Regions from separate parts of the Mus musculus genome. Here all the other regions are linked to region 2. The links are chromatin contacts, called in public HiCAR-type, HiChIP or PLAC-seq and promoter capture Hi-C maps. All regions are on one chromosome and are shown on one strand. The core of a region is the stretch at or near the end of the contact, and the rest is flanking DNA. Distances in the headings are between cores, read along the strand shown.

Evidence for each region. Promoter capture Hi-C pulls out the DNA fragments that hold promoters and counts their contacts. HiCAR-type assays count read pairs that join an accessible place to other places. HiChIP or PLAC-seq counts read pairs in DNA pulled down with a chosen protein or histone mark.
Region 1: a contact with region 2 is called in a HiCAR-type map of astrocytes, with 11 times the contacts expected there. The contact joins the promoter of Srek1 here to the promoter of Slc30a5 in region 2. A contact is called at or near these places in 4 of 39 promoter capture datasets (hippocampal neurons, liver and pre-B cells), 1 of 484 Hi-C or Micro-C datasets (embryonic stem cells), 2 of 115 datasets of contacts at active chromatin or transcription factors (astrocytes and embryonic stem cells) and 1 of 9 other capture datasets (adipose tissue).
Region 3: a contact with region 2 is called in a promoter capture Hi-C map of liver, with 5 times the contacts expected there. The contact joins the promoter of Fcho2 here to the promoter of Slc30a5 in region 2.
Region 4: a contact with region 2 is called in an H3K27ac HiChIP or PLAC-seq map of embryonic stem cells, with 8 times the contacts expected there. The contact joins the enhancer-like site here to the promoter of Slc30a5 in region 2. A contact is called at or near these places in 2 of 484 Hi-C or Micro-C datasets (B cells and embryonic stem cells) and 8 of 115 datasets of contacts at active chromatin or transcription factors (astrocytes, embryonic stem cells, large pre-B cells and 4 more).
Region 5: a HiCAR-type map of astrocytes shows a contact between it and region 2, with 2.4 times the contacts expected there. The contact joins the promoter of Utp15 here to the promoter of Slc30a5 in region 2. A contact is called at or near these places in 2 of 39 promoter capture datasets (liver and pre-B cells) and 1 of 115 datasets of contacts at active chromatin or transcription factors (astrocytes).

The regions. Positions count from the first base shown.
Region 1 is chr13:103,773,130-103,775,893 of GRCm38.p6, reverse strand. Srek1 (splicing regulatory glutamine/lysine-rich protein 1) reads left to right here and starts at 1,286. Exons shown (of 12, transcript NM_001361085.1): 1 at 1,286-1,595. The coding sequence starts at 1,435. It overlaps Gm52054 (a long non-coding RNA gene), which reads right to left and starts at 1,277. Exons shown (of 4, transcript XR_003950659.1): 1 at 858-1,277.
Region 2 is chr13:100,831,997-100,834,696 of GRCm38.p6, reverse strand. It overlaps Slc30a5 (solute carrier family 30 (zinc transporter), member 5), which reads left to right and starts at 1,270. Exons shown (of 16, transcript NM_022885.2): 1 at 1,270-1,596. The coding sequence starts at 1,520.
Region 3 is chr13:98,814,121-98,816,925 of GRCm38.p6, reverse strand. It overlaps Fcho2 (FCH domain only 2), which reads left to right and starts at 1,477. Exons shown (of 26, transcript NM_172591.3): 1 at 1,477-1,850. The coding sequence starts at 1,818. It overlaps Gm34995 (a long non-coding RNA gene), which reads right to left and starts at 945. Exons shown (of 3, transcript XR_382806.4): 1 at 857-945. It also overlaps the pseudogene Gm18134.
Region 4 is chr13:102,897,485-102,900,285 of GRCm38.p6, reverse strand. All of the region lies in intron 4 of Mast4 (microtubule associated serine/threonine kinase family member 4), which reads left to right. Among named protein-coding and RNA genes, the nearest start is that of Gm30106, 8.9 kb to the left of the region's middle. Within about 2 kb of position 1,340, at least 172 of the 459 cell types and tissues checked have an H3K27ac peak or open chromatin away from gene starts, as enhancers often do. A contact at or near this core is called in B cells, astrocytes and embryonic stem cells, where this site is marked.
Region 5 is chr13:98,261,456-98,264,293 of GRCm38.p6, reverse strand. Utp15 (UTP15 small subunit processome component) reads left to right here and starts at 1,302. Exons shown (of 13, transcript NM_178918.3): 1 at 1,302-1,419. It overlaps Ankra2 (ankyrin repeat, family A (RFXANK-like), 2), which reads right to left and starts at 1,218. Exons shown (of 8, transcript NM_001271388.1): 1 at 818-1,218.

The sequences.
Region 1 (2,764 bases), core at 37-2,536, 2.9 Mb before region 2:
GTAGCCCTGGCTGTCCTGAAACTCACTCTGTAGACCAGGCTGGCCTCGAACTCAGAAATCCACCTGCCTCTGCCTCCCAAGTGCTGGGATCAAAGGCTTGCACCACCACCGCCCTGTGGCAACAAAGTCTTAATAATTAGTACATGTGTTGGGGTCTCCCTCCCCCAGCATAGCTGTAGCCATTTCGTTCCATGTCTGCTAGCTACTTCATATGTTGCTGTAGTGTGCCTGCCAGTCATTGACACAGAAAAATAACTTGACTCAGAACAGAGTCATGCTGATCACATACCCTGTTCTGTTCTGTGTGTTATGAGGTTTGTTAATCTTAAGAAATTCCACAACTGTAGGCTTCATGTAGGACCCATCAAATTAAAGGTCAATATAAACTGTCACGTCTAAAATGGCTTGAGTGAGGGCTGACTACCAGGCAGCCCTTCCAGCACCTGCATTGGAGCCCACTGTGGTTTGAGCGGTTTTAACCTTTAGAAGATGGCCATTAAGAAATATCCAGCGCTCAGCTTTTTGAGCTGTTGCCCTGGTCCATCAGGCTTGTGGTGTGAGTTATATAAACCATCCCTGTTTAACTGAGTTTGATGTTTGTGTGCTTTGTAGAGCAACTCCAGGACCCCAATAAGTTTTTATATTGTGGGCCCACAGGAATGGACTTGAACCATGAACTTTGGATATAGCTGCTCTGGTTGAAAATGATTGCGCAGTATTAAGGTGCAAGTTGCATGTAGACAGTTTGTGTCTTTTACCTGCCTTTGTCTAAAAGTATAGATATTAGGGCCCGCTAGTAAATAAATTGCATGTTATAAATTGACAGCAAAGCCTTTCATTCACTCATTTACCCTAACCTCCATAATTGGTGTGAAAATTTCCAAGAATTCTCATAATCAGGGTGCCTGCCAATTTTGAAAATAGGTTAAGCGGGGTTGCAGCCTGTATTTAATAATGAAGCTATTGTTTGGTCAGGTATTAATGTATAATGTCCAGATGTCATTGTCCCTTTACCACTGCAGCCCAGGCCTCTGGGTTCCTCCGCCTGATGTGGAGAAAGAGCCGAGCTGCTTAACTGACAGAAGCATCGAGAAGTGATGGAGTTTGTAGGCACAACCTCCGCAACCCTCACTGCAGCAGCAGGTAAACCTCTCTGAAGACCTAGTGACGCCTAGCAACAGTCCCGGCGACCTGACCCCAGGGCTGCGGCCGCCAGGACCCGCGGGGAGCCGCCGCGTTGCCAGGGCGACGCTTCCGGCCGGCGCGCGCAGCCCCCGGAGCAGGAGAGTTGCGCGATGGGCGGCTAGACGTGCCCGGGCGCGGAGGATTAGCTCTCGGGAGCGCGCTCGCGGCCGCGCGCCTCTGCTTCCCAGGCTCCGTCGCTGACGCGTCGTGGACGTTGGGGAGCGGGAAGGCAGCAGCAGCGAGGCCGGGATGAACAGCGGCGGCGGCTTCGGCTTGGGCTTAGGCTTCGGCCTCTTCCCTACGACGGTGATTCAGGTGACGAACCTCTCGTCGGCGGTGACCAGCGAGCAGATGAGGACGCTCTTTTCCTTCCTAGGAGAAATCGAGGAGCTACGGCTCTACCCCCCAGAGTGAGTGCTGGAGCCCGGCGGGGGGAGGGGCGCGCCGCCATCCAGACCTCGGGCGCCGAGGGAGGCACGGGGCGAGCGCGGGCGTCACGTGACGGCGCGCTTCCCTAGGCGGCCATGTTTGATGAGGGCACCCGGCCGGCCGCGGGGCCTCTCCGCGGTGAGGTTTTGTTAATTGAGCTCCACGCGGGGTTCCTGCAGAGGACTTAGGGGTGCCTTCCTCTCTCGAGCCTCCGGGACTGTGGTTGATGCCCGGCCTTCGAGTTGGGTGCCCCGGGCCTTTGGTTTCCCCCGAACTTAAGATGGCCGCAGGTGGGCCGGCGACAGTCCTCATGGCAAATGCCTATAACGTTTCTTTTTTTTTTTTTTTTTTTTGCACTGGGAGAATCGTGGAGAACGCCAGCAACGCCAACGCCCGGACCTCTAGGTCTTAATGTCAGGCTGCTAGCGCTGCTGAGGGAGCGAGCGGATGACAACATGGAATCGGGGCTGTTTTTGTTCTCCGGGGTGATCTTAGACATTTACCATCGTTTTGGTTTTTCTAACCGAGCCCATATTCACGATCTTAAAGATCACGTCAATCTCTCCTTTTGGCAACAGCCTGAATTTTCCTTCTCCAAGAAGGTCACGCTGGCTCAGACGTTTCAAAAAGTATAAATCGGTGCAGAATTATCACTACTGTGTACATGTGTTTAAAATCCAGCGCTCGCTTCTTAGGCAGTGTACTTGAAGTGGTAAATTTCCCTTATGCAGTATTCACTAATCGGATAACTTGTAATGGTTTTACCGTTCGTAACATTCTCACACTCATAAACTTTAAGAAAATACTAAGGGCCACGGTATTTTGTTCTTTATGCTAAAATTATTTGAAGGAAAAGTTGTCCACGATTTTTTTGGGAAAAGATTTTGGCTTATTTCATAGTCATGCACACAGAACAATATATCTCTCTACTCTCTGTAAGTAGCAGAATGGCTACAAATTGATTTCTTACGGATGTGACTATTTAATGTTATGCATTCAAAAAAGTTGAAATAAAACAGTGACTGCCTATCAGTATTCTTTTCACTTGGTGCAGGTGATTATTAAATTTTCATTTATTCTAGCTGGGCGCGTTGCCAGGCGCCTTAATCCCAGCACTCTAGAAGGCAGAGCCAGGGATCTCTTGAGTTCA
Region 2 (2,700 bases), core at 21-2,520:
ATCACCAGTCCAAACCTCCCTCAGTAATAATAGCTAACACTTACTGAGTAATACTAAATGCCACTCACATTCCCTCTGAACAGCTTTATAATATAGATATTACTATTCCTACTTTCCGGAAAGGGGGTGTGTGCCTATAATGCCAGCACTTGGAAGACAGAAGCAGGGAGACCAGAGTTCCAGTCCGTCCTTAGCTATATATCAAGTTGGAAGCCAGCCTAGGCTACATAAGACCTTGCCTCTATATAACAACAACAAACGACGAACGGGAGGAAAACTAAACAACAGATAGGTCAAGTGACTACAATTGTTTATTTCTTTTCTTGTTCCTTTTGAGACAGGATCTCACCTTGTAGTCCTGGCTAGCTTAGAATTCAGTATGTAGACCAGGCTGGCTTCAAACTGCCTCTGGCTATAATTGGGATTAGAAGCATGCGCCACCATGCTGACCAAGATGTCCACAATTATTGAGACTCAGACCAATAGAGACCCAGGTACCTGTAAAAAAATAGCTTTTATATAGATATGTCTACACTAAGTAATATCATTTCAAAGACAGGATTGAAGAAAATCAATATTTTTAGAAAGGGAATAAAATTGTTTACAATAGCACACCTGTAGCCCCTTCCTTCTGTGTTCCCTCTCACACACTTGAGCAGGTTAGCCTGTACTCCTGCCCAACAATTAAATCCACAAGCAGTTGCCTTTCTCCATTGTTTTAGCCTCCCACTCTGCGTTATCGTATCATCAGAAATCCAAAAATAATAATCTCTTTGTGGGAGTCACAGGCACTTCAAAAAACTTTTAGCTTTCTCATTAGAAAAAAAAAAAAAAAAAAAACAAAAAAAAACCGTTAATGCACTTGAGTTAGCAACGCCTATATGTGGCTCACGCCTGAAATTCATCATCCAGGTTTATGAGGCTAGCCTGGGCTACATGCTGAGTTCTAGGTCTATCTGGGCTACAAAGTGAAGCCGTTTAAGAAAGAAGAACCCTGAAGCAAAGGGCTAAGCTCTGTTTGTTAACACAAATATGCATTTTCTAGGGGACCATCCATCCATCCCTCGAGCGAGGAGAACACGCTGTAGCCAAGATGGACCTTAGGTGGCGCTGCAGGGACCTCTTAGGGGCTTCTCTTGAAGACGCGAGGAGGGGGCGGGTCGAGCGGAGCCTTCCCAGCGGTGGGAGGAGCCTGAGTGAAGCGAAGCCACGTGTCCACCAGCGCGCAGGCGCAGGATTGGTCACTCCCCCGGGAGTGAGGGCTGCCGGGGCGGATGACGTGGCCCGGTAACGTTCCTGCCCGTACGGCCTCCGGGGAACGGCGCTGCCGGAACAGCCCGCGGCCTAGTCCCGCCCAGCGTGCGTGTGCCTGCTTGCCGAGCCCGGGCTAGCGGCGGAGACTGCCGAGCTTGCGAGGACGCTGCTGACATGGGGGAGTGACGCGCCTGCGCCCGCGCTTCCGCAGCGGCGGCGAGCCATGAGGAGAGCCCGCGGCGCGGGCAGCGGCTCCTGAGCCTGCATGGAGGAGAAGTACGGCGGGGACGCGCGGCCCGGGCCCGGCGGTGGCCTCGGGCCGGTGGACGTGCCCAGCGCCCGGTAAGGTGGGATTCCACGGCCGCCGGCGGTGCGGACAAGCTTCCCGCCTTGCTCGGACCCCGCGGGCTACCTCTGCGGTCCGTGGCTTGAGATCGGCGAGCGGGCGGGAGTCTGGGCTCGGGACGCACTGCCTGCCAGGTTCCAGTCCCTAGAGAGAGAGGATCTGAATGTCCCTCCCTGCCACTTAAGTAACGCAGGGCTCCGTAGCCTGTCCCACGGCTCGCCCAGAGGATATGCGCAAGGTGTCACCGTCTCAGGCGAAGAAACCAAAGTACAAGCCGATGAACTTGGGTATACAGCACAGCAAAAATGCAACCCTGTCATCGAGTTTTCGTTGCCGTGGTTTTGTGGGGAGAGGTGGGGGCTTATTCTAATAGTACGAAATGTACGTTCCCCCTCTCCCCCAAAACTCATGCCGTACGGGGATTCGTAGCGTGGAAATTCTTTACTTTTCCTCCAGCCTAAATTATTTTCCTTTTCCTAAAGCCTCTAGCCAGTTGTGCCCTTAGGTCCTGTCCTAAGTTCTGAGGTGGTGTTAAATAAAGCCCAACAATTTCGTTCAAACTGGTTAGCAGTATGTACGATGAGATTTCGTGATTGTTTTTGAAAAGGTTCTTAGACCGTGGTTACAGCGATACCAGCTAACTTTTGTCTGGGGGGGTGGGGGTGGAACCCATATGCCGAGTAGAATTTAAACCAACTGCGGGATTTGCAGAATGCATTTGGTTTTCTGTCTATTTTCAGCAATTCATTTATAGCATGTCACGTGTCAACCAGTGACCATAAAACAGCTAGATGCAGAAGGGGCTAGTGCTATGGTTTGGTAATAAAGGGAAGTAATAGAAGGGACAAGACTAGGTCAGGTCACAAAATTGGACTATGGAGACAGATTAAAGTATCAGATCTTTGTTAAATTTCCTGTTGATAACTCCAGATTTCATAGCAGAGTTGCCATATTTTTAGGAAATACAAGGGTAAAATGTGATATACTTCATTTACTCTCAAACAGTTCAAGGATGGGGGGGGGGGGAGAGTGAGAGTATAAATAGTTTAAACGTGGTAAACATCCTTTGCCAACTTACCTGTATTATTTGCTTGGCAGAG
Region 3 (2,805 bases), core at 228-2,727, 2.0 Mb after region 2:
CATCAGATGGGTCACATAGCCAGCTATCTTGTTCCGAAGTTTCTAGCTGGGGATAATGGAGGTCTCCTCCCACAGGCGCTTGTTACTGTGGAAGCCATTACCCAGGTGTGTGTAGTACTTCTCGATGATGACCTGGGCCGCCTTCTTCACAGTCTTGGTGTGAACTCGGCCCATGTTGGCGGGTCTCAGTAAAAAAAGGAAACTCGGGGATCCTCTCTCGCACTAAGCCTGGTGATATTAGGAATCCAGTACCAGCCGCTTTTGCAGGGTGAGCTTTCTTACTCCTTTTGTTAGAATTTTCTTCTATCTTAAGCACCAAGGATAGCATAACTGGGCTGATGGTTTACAAAACAAAAGCAAATATTTATTTTAAATGGAAGAGTTAACATATACAAGAAAAACAAAAACAAACAAACAAAGGAGAGATTGCTCAGTGGTTATGAGTATTAATGCTCTTGGAGAGGACCCTGATTCAATTCCAAAGTCCACATGGTGATTCACAACTTTCTGTATCTTCAGTTTCAGAGGATCCCACACGCTCTTCTGGTCTTATTGGGCACTAGGCACACACATGGAATTCATACCTAACATGCAGGCAAATCACTCATACACATAGACCTTTTAAAATAGTATATGGAAATAGCATCTTTCCATCATTCAACTACTTGTATGGCCAATCTTGTTCCTCCTATACCCTAGTCTTCTGCCCTGCTTCCACCAAATACTCCTGAGCAGATGCTAGATGTCTTAGCTTTACGTGAATATTTCTGAAAGATATTCTTATAAAGGCACAACCTTTGTCTGGTTATCTTTTGCTATCGACTATATAAAAGATACATGAAAAGTGTTTACATACATCGTTTGGGGAGGCAAATAATTTCCTTTGAAGAAAGTGCTACATTGTCCATGTTTGAAAACGATCTTAGGACGTGCGGTGTTCATACTGTAGTTAAAACTACACTAAATCATCTCTGGAGCTTGACTTCCAACTTGCAGATCTTTGACTTAGCTTAATGAACTTGGGACCTCTAAAGTTTTTTAAACTTTTGGAAAGAAAGGCATGGCGAGGGATTTCTTTTCCCCATCAGGCCGAAGCATGTTAAAACTTGTGTCCTTTCCTCCTGGGTGTACAAACTGGTAAGATTACCACCATGGGCTTTGTGAACAGGCCTGGAAGAGTCGCGTTTCGGGTCACGCCTGCTCTCGGCAGGCGGTCCAGGCCGGCTGGCTCCCTTGTGACCGACTGCACTGCCTGAGTCTTGCAGGCGACACTGGGCGTTCCCTCCCTTTCCGGCCTTGGACAGTTTTGTTTTGGATCTTACTTCCCAGTCAAGGAGAGGCTCCCTGTTGACCAAAGGTTTCCCAGTCTCCTTGGGGTGGCCGGCTGCCAAGTTTCCTTAGTCCCAGTCTGCCAGGACCTGGGACTGCTGGAGATCCTAGAAGGCCAGGACGCTGGACGCGAGGGGGCGTGGCCCTATTAGCTCCGCCCCCCGGGCCTGCGGGTAGCTCGACTCCCGCCAGCCCCGGAGGCTCGCGCAGACTAAGCTCTGTACCATTCCTTGCGAACGCTCGGACCCGGACAGGCTGCGCGCACGCGCACTCGGGAGCGACAGTCAGGCTCTCGCCCCGTGGTGGCGGCGGCCGCGCCTGCCGCTAGGTGGCGCATGCGCCCTAGAGGGCGCGGGCGGTCTCTGGGAAGAAGGCGGCGGCGGCGAGAGGCGGGGGCGCCGTAGGGGCCGGTCCGTGTTTACACAGCGGCGGGCGGGTGCGGACGCGGAACCCGGCGCGGCGGCGGCGGCGGCGGCGGCGGCGGCAAGATGGTCATGGCGCATTTCGTGGAGAATTTCTGGGTGAGCGGAGGGTGTTGGGGACGCCGCGGGCTTCGGTTTCTCCCCGCGGCCTGCGTGCGCGGCGGGCGGCGGCTCCTCGGGCGGCCGAGCGAGAGTCCACGGCCCCGGGGTTGCCCGGCCGAGCTCCCGCGGGCCACGGCTCTCCGGCCACCCGCCTCCTCCGGGTTGGCCACTGCGCGCGGCGCCCGGGCTGGCAGCGCGGCCCGGGAGTCTCGGCGGGGACTCCAGAGGGCCGGCGGCGCCGGGCGGGGACAAAGCGCCGACGGGGCGTGCGTGCGCGGCGTCCGGCGCGGGGAGCCGGGCACCCGGCTGGTCGGCTTCCCGCGGCGCAGGCCCGGGACCCCACGCAGAGTCCGTGCAGGGCCGAGCGGGCTCGGCACTTCCTCTTGGCCGCGCGGCTGGGCTGGTGGGGGCTGCGCCCAGGACTTTGCCTTCAGGCCTGCTCACAAAGCCCGTGGAAGTTGGGTTTCGTGGACCTTCCTCGGGCTCCCCACACCCCTCTAGTCTCCTCGCCGTGTGATTTCGTGCAGTTGCTGTTAGCCGATCGTGGCAAGTACGCTTCTGCCATGAACAGGAAAGTTACGTGTTTACTCAGGTATCTTGGCCGAACTTGGGTTTTCGTGGCCCGACAGTTGCAAATACGGCACCACTTTCATTTAGGTAAGGTGTTGAAAGGAGTCAGCTTTCAGTCATGCCAGCTACTGCTAGCTGAGATTCTTAATTCAGTCTCAAGCACGGGCTTGAATACAATCAGTTCATGGTTATTTGTTTTGAATGTTAATTCGCTTTTCGCAATCATCTGTACTCGGTGGTGTTTTTAAAGAGCGGTTTTATGCATGCACTTAAAGTGTATACTGTGAAGAGTTCCTCATTGTTTTTTTGCAAACATCACCACAGTCAATTTTAGAACAATTTCATAACCTCAGAAAAAATCCCTTACCGGTTAGGAGTCATT
Region 4 (2,801 bases), core at 91-2,590, 2.1 Mb before region 2:
CAAGGACTACAGTAGTGAATAAGTCAGCCTCACCAGTAAACAGATATCTAAAGAAGCCCATTGCCAAATTGGGGTCAGTGTTCCGACAGCTGCAAGAGTGTGGAAGGGAGAGAGAGAGAGAGAGAGAGAGAGAGAGAGAGAGAGAGAGAGAGAGAGAGAGAGGGAGAGAGGGAGAGAGGGAGAGAGAGAGAGAGTAACCTTGTGGGTGTGGAGTGGGGACTGCTTTAAATAAAGAGGCTAGGGAAGTCCCTTTGAAAAGGTAATATTTAAAGGGAGGCTGAAGACTGTGAGAAACATTTGGGGGGGGGGCAACTGTCTGGCAACATCAAAGTCTCTTGAGGCAGGAAGGACAAAAAGAAAGTCCCCAGACAGGAAGTTGAATTTAGGTATAGGGCATTGACCTGGAAACCATCATTTATACCATGGGAGGTGTAGATTATCTTAGTCTGGAAGAAAAACAGCGTCATTGAAGGAATGGGCAGAGATGACTTTCAAGGGGATAAGTCCCCCAAGAGTGAAGGGTGGCCTGTGTGCATGCGTGCGTGAGTGTTGTCTCTGGCTCACACAGTGGGGAGACCATCAGTGCCCCCAGCATCAACAGTTGTCCAGTGGTACTCTGAGTTGTCATTTGACCAGCACGGTTGGTGTGAAGCAAGGAAATGCAGATTGGGTGGTGACCACCTTTTGTGGGCAGATAAACCCAGAGGTCATGCATCGTGGCACCAAGCCTTATATGTTCAGGCAGCCCAGGAGCCTCGTTCCTGAATCACATCCCCTTACTCACCGTCTGCTCACCCCATGGGCTGCTCCATCACCAGAGTTGGCAAGGGCAGAAGTTTCCTTTTCACATCCTCCCTGGAAGTTCAAGTTCCTCCCACAGCCTGTGAACCTCGCCTCCCCTCCTCTCCCCTCCCCTCTCCTCCCCTCCCCTCTCCTTCTCTTCCCTCTGAGCTTGCTGCTGGAGTTTCACTTTAAAGCCTTGACTCAGCTGGGTGCGGTAGCCTACACCTGTAATATCAGCAGCACTCTGGTGGAAGAGGCAGGAGGATTGCTGCATGTTCAGGCTATTTGGTCTATGGGACAAGTTTTAGGCTAGCCGGGGCTATACTGTGAGACCCTGTCCGCAAACAGACATATGAACCCACATAAAGCCCCGGATCTTCTTGGGCCTAATTCCCCTCACTGTTGGCTCCCTCCTGAGCCCTGGCACCAGGCCGTTTCTCAGCAGCTGGTTCCACAGGTGGCCGAAACCAGGCCCCACTTGTGGCTCCTCCTCGCCTCTCCACGCCTGACCTGCGGGCTAGGCCCCTCCCTGAGTCCCTGAGCCATTTCCTCCCACTCCTGGCCTTGCCCAGGCCTGTTTCATAACTGCTTCCTTTCATCCCTCTCCTGTCTTCACGTTCTCCACTGTGCCTTGCCTATTGCTGCAGGACTCGCCCTGTCATCCTCTCATCCAGTCAGCTCCAGCTTGGCTAATGTGCCCTGAAGCTGCCTTGTAGAGCTCACCCCTCCTCCCCGGCCCTGCCACACCGTGCCCAGCCTTTTCCCCGAATAATTCATCCAGGGAAGAGAGGGCTCTACTCCAAGACTTTGGTATATACGGCTCTTGCTGCTGTCTGCTGAGAGCCTGGGTTTCCGCCTAGCATAGGGAGTTCTGACAGTCTCTGCAGTTCCCCCTTAAGGCTGACCAGATCGCAGCAATCAGGAGAACAAAGGCAGGTGGATTCTCAGAGTTCAAGGCCAGCCTGGCTCAGAATGGGAGCTCCCAAGTTGTCACTGCTGCCCTGTAATGTTCAGGTGTATGGTGATGGAGGAGGAGGCAGAGCAGTGAGGAATGTATAAAGTGAAAAAAGTGGGTTTCCAAAAAAAAAAAAATGCATTGGAAATAATCGATGAGGACATGGAAGCTTATGCTTTGGAGAAGGAGTCACAGCTCTTCACCCTGTAACTAGGCAGTGCGTTTGTGCTTCTCTGGCTGGCTGCTTTAAGGTCCAGGATACTGGGACAGGGAGGTAGGATATGAGAAAGAATGTGTTAGTCTTTTATGGCTTTGCCTGGTTTTCTTTACAAATATATCTGGTATCAGGAGTTTAAATAGTATCTTTTAAAGCAGGGGAGTCATAAGCTTTGCAATAGAGACTAAAAAGCTGGTAGATATTGGTATCAAAAAATCCTTAGTCCCTATGGGTCTGTAGAGGAAGAAGGCTTGGAACTGGGCTGGAGCTATACAACTCTGTGGGGAGTCTTCTGTGTATTGGTTAGAATAAAAGTAGCTCTTCCCTTGGAGAGATTCCGATTGGACCCTCCCCAGCAGGGTCCGGAGCACGCCCAACTCTAGTGTGAGCACACACAGAGGTATTTTATTTTAACCTGTCTTATCTTCACTAGATGTCATCTAGTCATTTGAGTGTGACATCATGGTAACTGAATAATCGCTTTGAAAGTTAAGGAGGAGAGCCAAGATGTTTTTAAAAAGGGCCTGGGGCCACGGGGATGAAAGTGGATGGGTGGTGTCCATAACTTTGTCTATTGGAAGCCATCACTCTCTATGAGTAGAGCTGGCTATGTATTAATAGTCACGAACGTGTTTTTCATGACACATGGGTACACTTTGTAACGAGAGAAATCTCTAAATAAAAGTTCACACGGGCTGTTAATTTTTTGAAGTTCCCATACTTTCTGTTTTCTTTTCCCTCTATCTGCCTGGAAATTAGGGAGTTCCGTCAAGGACTCAGCGGTAAATTTTTAAAATGTTGACCTTAAGCTTTGTTATAGAATAGCAGGACCTGAGGGGGTTTTAG
Region 5 (2,838 bases), core at 53-2,552, 2.6 Mb after region 2:
CTAGGCACGTGTGGGTTGAGCCGCAACTCCACCCCCTCTCCTCCCCAGTTCTCCCAGGGGATGTCCAGTGCTATTCTCTTGAAAACTTCCTTTCAAGCTCCCATTAAAGGGGGAAAAAACTGCCAGATGGAGATCTTTTTTCTTTTGACACGAGGTCTTACTTATTTTGTAGCCTCGACTCTGACTCCGGAGTGCTGGGATTAAAGGTGTGTACCACCTCCCTCACCTGGTTTAAGATCACTCTTAGGAGCCACCGCACACAAAACCTACCTAGTGCCTCATATTTTCTGATCTTAATTTGGACAATTTTTTTTTTTACAGTTTCTTTCCCATATTTTCTAATTGGGTCTGATAATTTATTTTCAACACCAACTAATTCGATGTGCTAGACATGCAAATCACGAGTTTCCCGAGACTCAATCCTTCCTAAAATGGGGTTAAAATAGTCACCTCTTTGCGGACCCCTATAGAACAATAGGTTTCAATAGACGGAATTACCAGTCTTTGACCAGAGAACAGGAAAGGAAAAGGGAACGGTTATCTAGACTGGATTACAGAGATAAGCAAAGACTGTTGATTCGCCAAGACTTGAAGCACAAGGGAGGGAAAAAACGAAATGACAGAGATGGTGAGAAAGAGTTAAGAAAGAAAGGGTGGGTAGGCTCGCCAGCCAGACGCCTGGGAAGGGAGAGTATAATGCAAGCAGGGGGCACAGTCCCCAATGGAAGCTAATCACAGAGGCTTCGGGTTCTTCCTAATTCTTGAAATTGTCCTACAGTGGGGGCAAAGGTGCTATAAAAAACGAAAGGCGTCTCACGGGCGACAGGTGTCCGGGCGGGCGTTCCCGCTCTACGGCCGCGGGGTGACACCCGCTCCCGCTCCGACGCGGCGAGCGGATCCGGGGACAGGGGCCGGTCAGGCGGGTGGTACACGCGCCCTGAGCTCAGCGGGAGAGCGGCTCTGGCCTGGCCTAGCCAGATCGGTCCCGAGCCCCGGGCCTGCTTCGGGCCCAGACGTCACTTCCTATCTTTTATCTCCTCTGGAAAAAGCCCAGAGCGTTCGGTGAAGGCGAGACGACTCCCAGGGATCGCTTCTTGTTTCCCTAGCGCCCCGTAGCCCATCCTCTCGGAGAACCATGGATCGCCTCAGTTCCGGGTCATTGGAGAGCGGCCCGGGGCCCCGCCCAGGGCCCCGCCCACCAGGGCGCTTTCTTGTAGTTCTTTGGGTCGTAAACCTTCTGCGCCTGCGCTGCACGTCATCTTCCCGCGACGCGCCTCTGCGCCTCCGCGTTTCCGGCTCCTGGACTGTCCGCGTGATTTTGAGCGAGTGCTGCAGAGCGGTATGCTGTAGGGAGCTGGCGAAGTCTGGGGAGTCGTCCTGGGGATCGGTGCCTCGGTGGACCCTCGGGGCCCCGCGGAGGTAGGCGATGGCGGCTCCCGGTGGCGGCCCAGGCTCTGCTCAGTCCTCACTGTGATCTCTGACATCCTGGACGTCTGTTCTGGGGCTTCCCCCGGAGATCACTGAACTTATCTGCCTCCGCGATTTAATTTTGACCCAGGCTTTGCTCCTCTGTAGTCGCTCTCCTAGCCACCTCTGTCAGTCCCTGGAGCAATCTCTTCTCCAAGGCCAAGGACAGAATTCTGTTTTAGTGATTTGAGGATGGCTGGGTATTCGTCCCTCTCTGCACCTCCGCTCTGCTTCTTTTGTGCCCATCGTGCCACATTATGCTTAGAGACCCCGCTGAAATGACATTATGTCCAGGTAGAATTAAACATCTCCCTCTTACATGTTCTCAGTACCCTTCAGGGTTTATTTGATCACACCTTGTGTCGTAATGCCTGTTATTCCGTGAATCCCAGTTTCTTAGGTCCTGACTTGGTCCAGTGATTTTCCTAACATTCGTTTTCATAGCATCTCATTGCTTGTTCTGTCTTCCCTTGCACGTCCCCGCCAATGCTGTTCTTCATTTGTGTAACTTAGCAAGCCAGCGCTACTTCTCACTTCTTTCCTCGAAAACCTTTCATTTCTTGAAAAATAGACTTAGGAGGTACTATTCCTGGGACAGATCTATTCCGGTGCCTGTTTTTATCTAGTGAGCCAATAATGGTTTTTGCAGATAAACATACTGTCTTATGTACAGTGATTTGGCTTGAAACTAAATGAAATAGGCCTTGACCTCAAAGAATTGTATTTCCTTTCAACAACAACAAATGCGTTTGTGAGTACTAGTGAAAAAATTTCTTGCCATGTCATTAACTATAGAATATCTTCTGCTTTGTCGGTTGGTTGGCCAGACCTAAAATATTTACCATCTGGCCCTTGATAGTGTTTGAGAACACCTGTTGGAAGGCAGAGAGGGATTTCTGAGGGACAGAATGACTTCCTGTGCTGACCTTAAATAGGAAGTACGTAGTGAAAGGGCATTCCTGGTATGTTAAAGCAAAAGTGAGTGTGAAGTGAATGAACCTTGGTTTGCTCTGCTTCATCAAAATAGCAATTAGAATAAGTTAAACTGATTGCTTTGGTGCTGCTGATGTCGGCTGTGCAGGCTTTTCAGAGTGGACAGAGAGTATCGTCGATATAATCGTCCATCTGATACTCCCGACTGTCTTCAGTTGAATGCTTCTCGTGTTAAGAACTTAGATTCTTCTTCTCCTTCTTTTTTTCTTCTTCTGTCACTTTTAAGTTTCCTCTGTTTAGGTTTTCTTTCCTACAGTTTGAACCTTTCACGTTTAATTTTATGTCTGATGCCAGCACATTATCTCTAATTTCATCTTAAGCCTCTACACTTAAAGATTAACTTTGTTTTCCTTGCTTCTTTTGTCTTTTAGGAAGTCA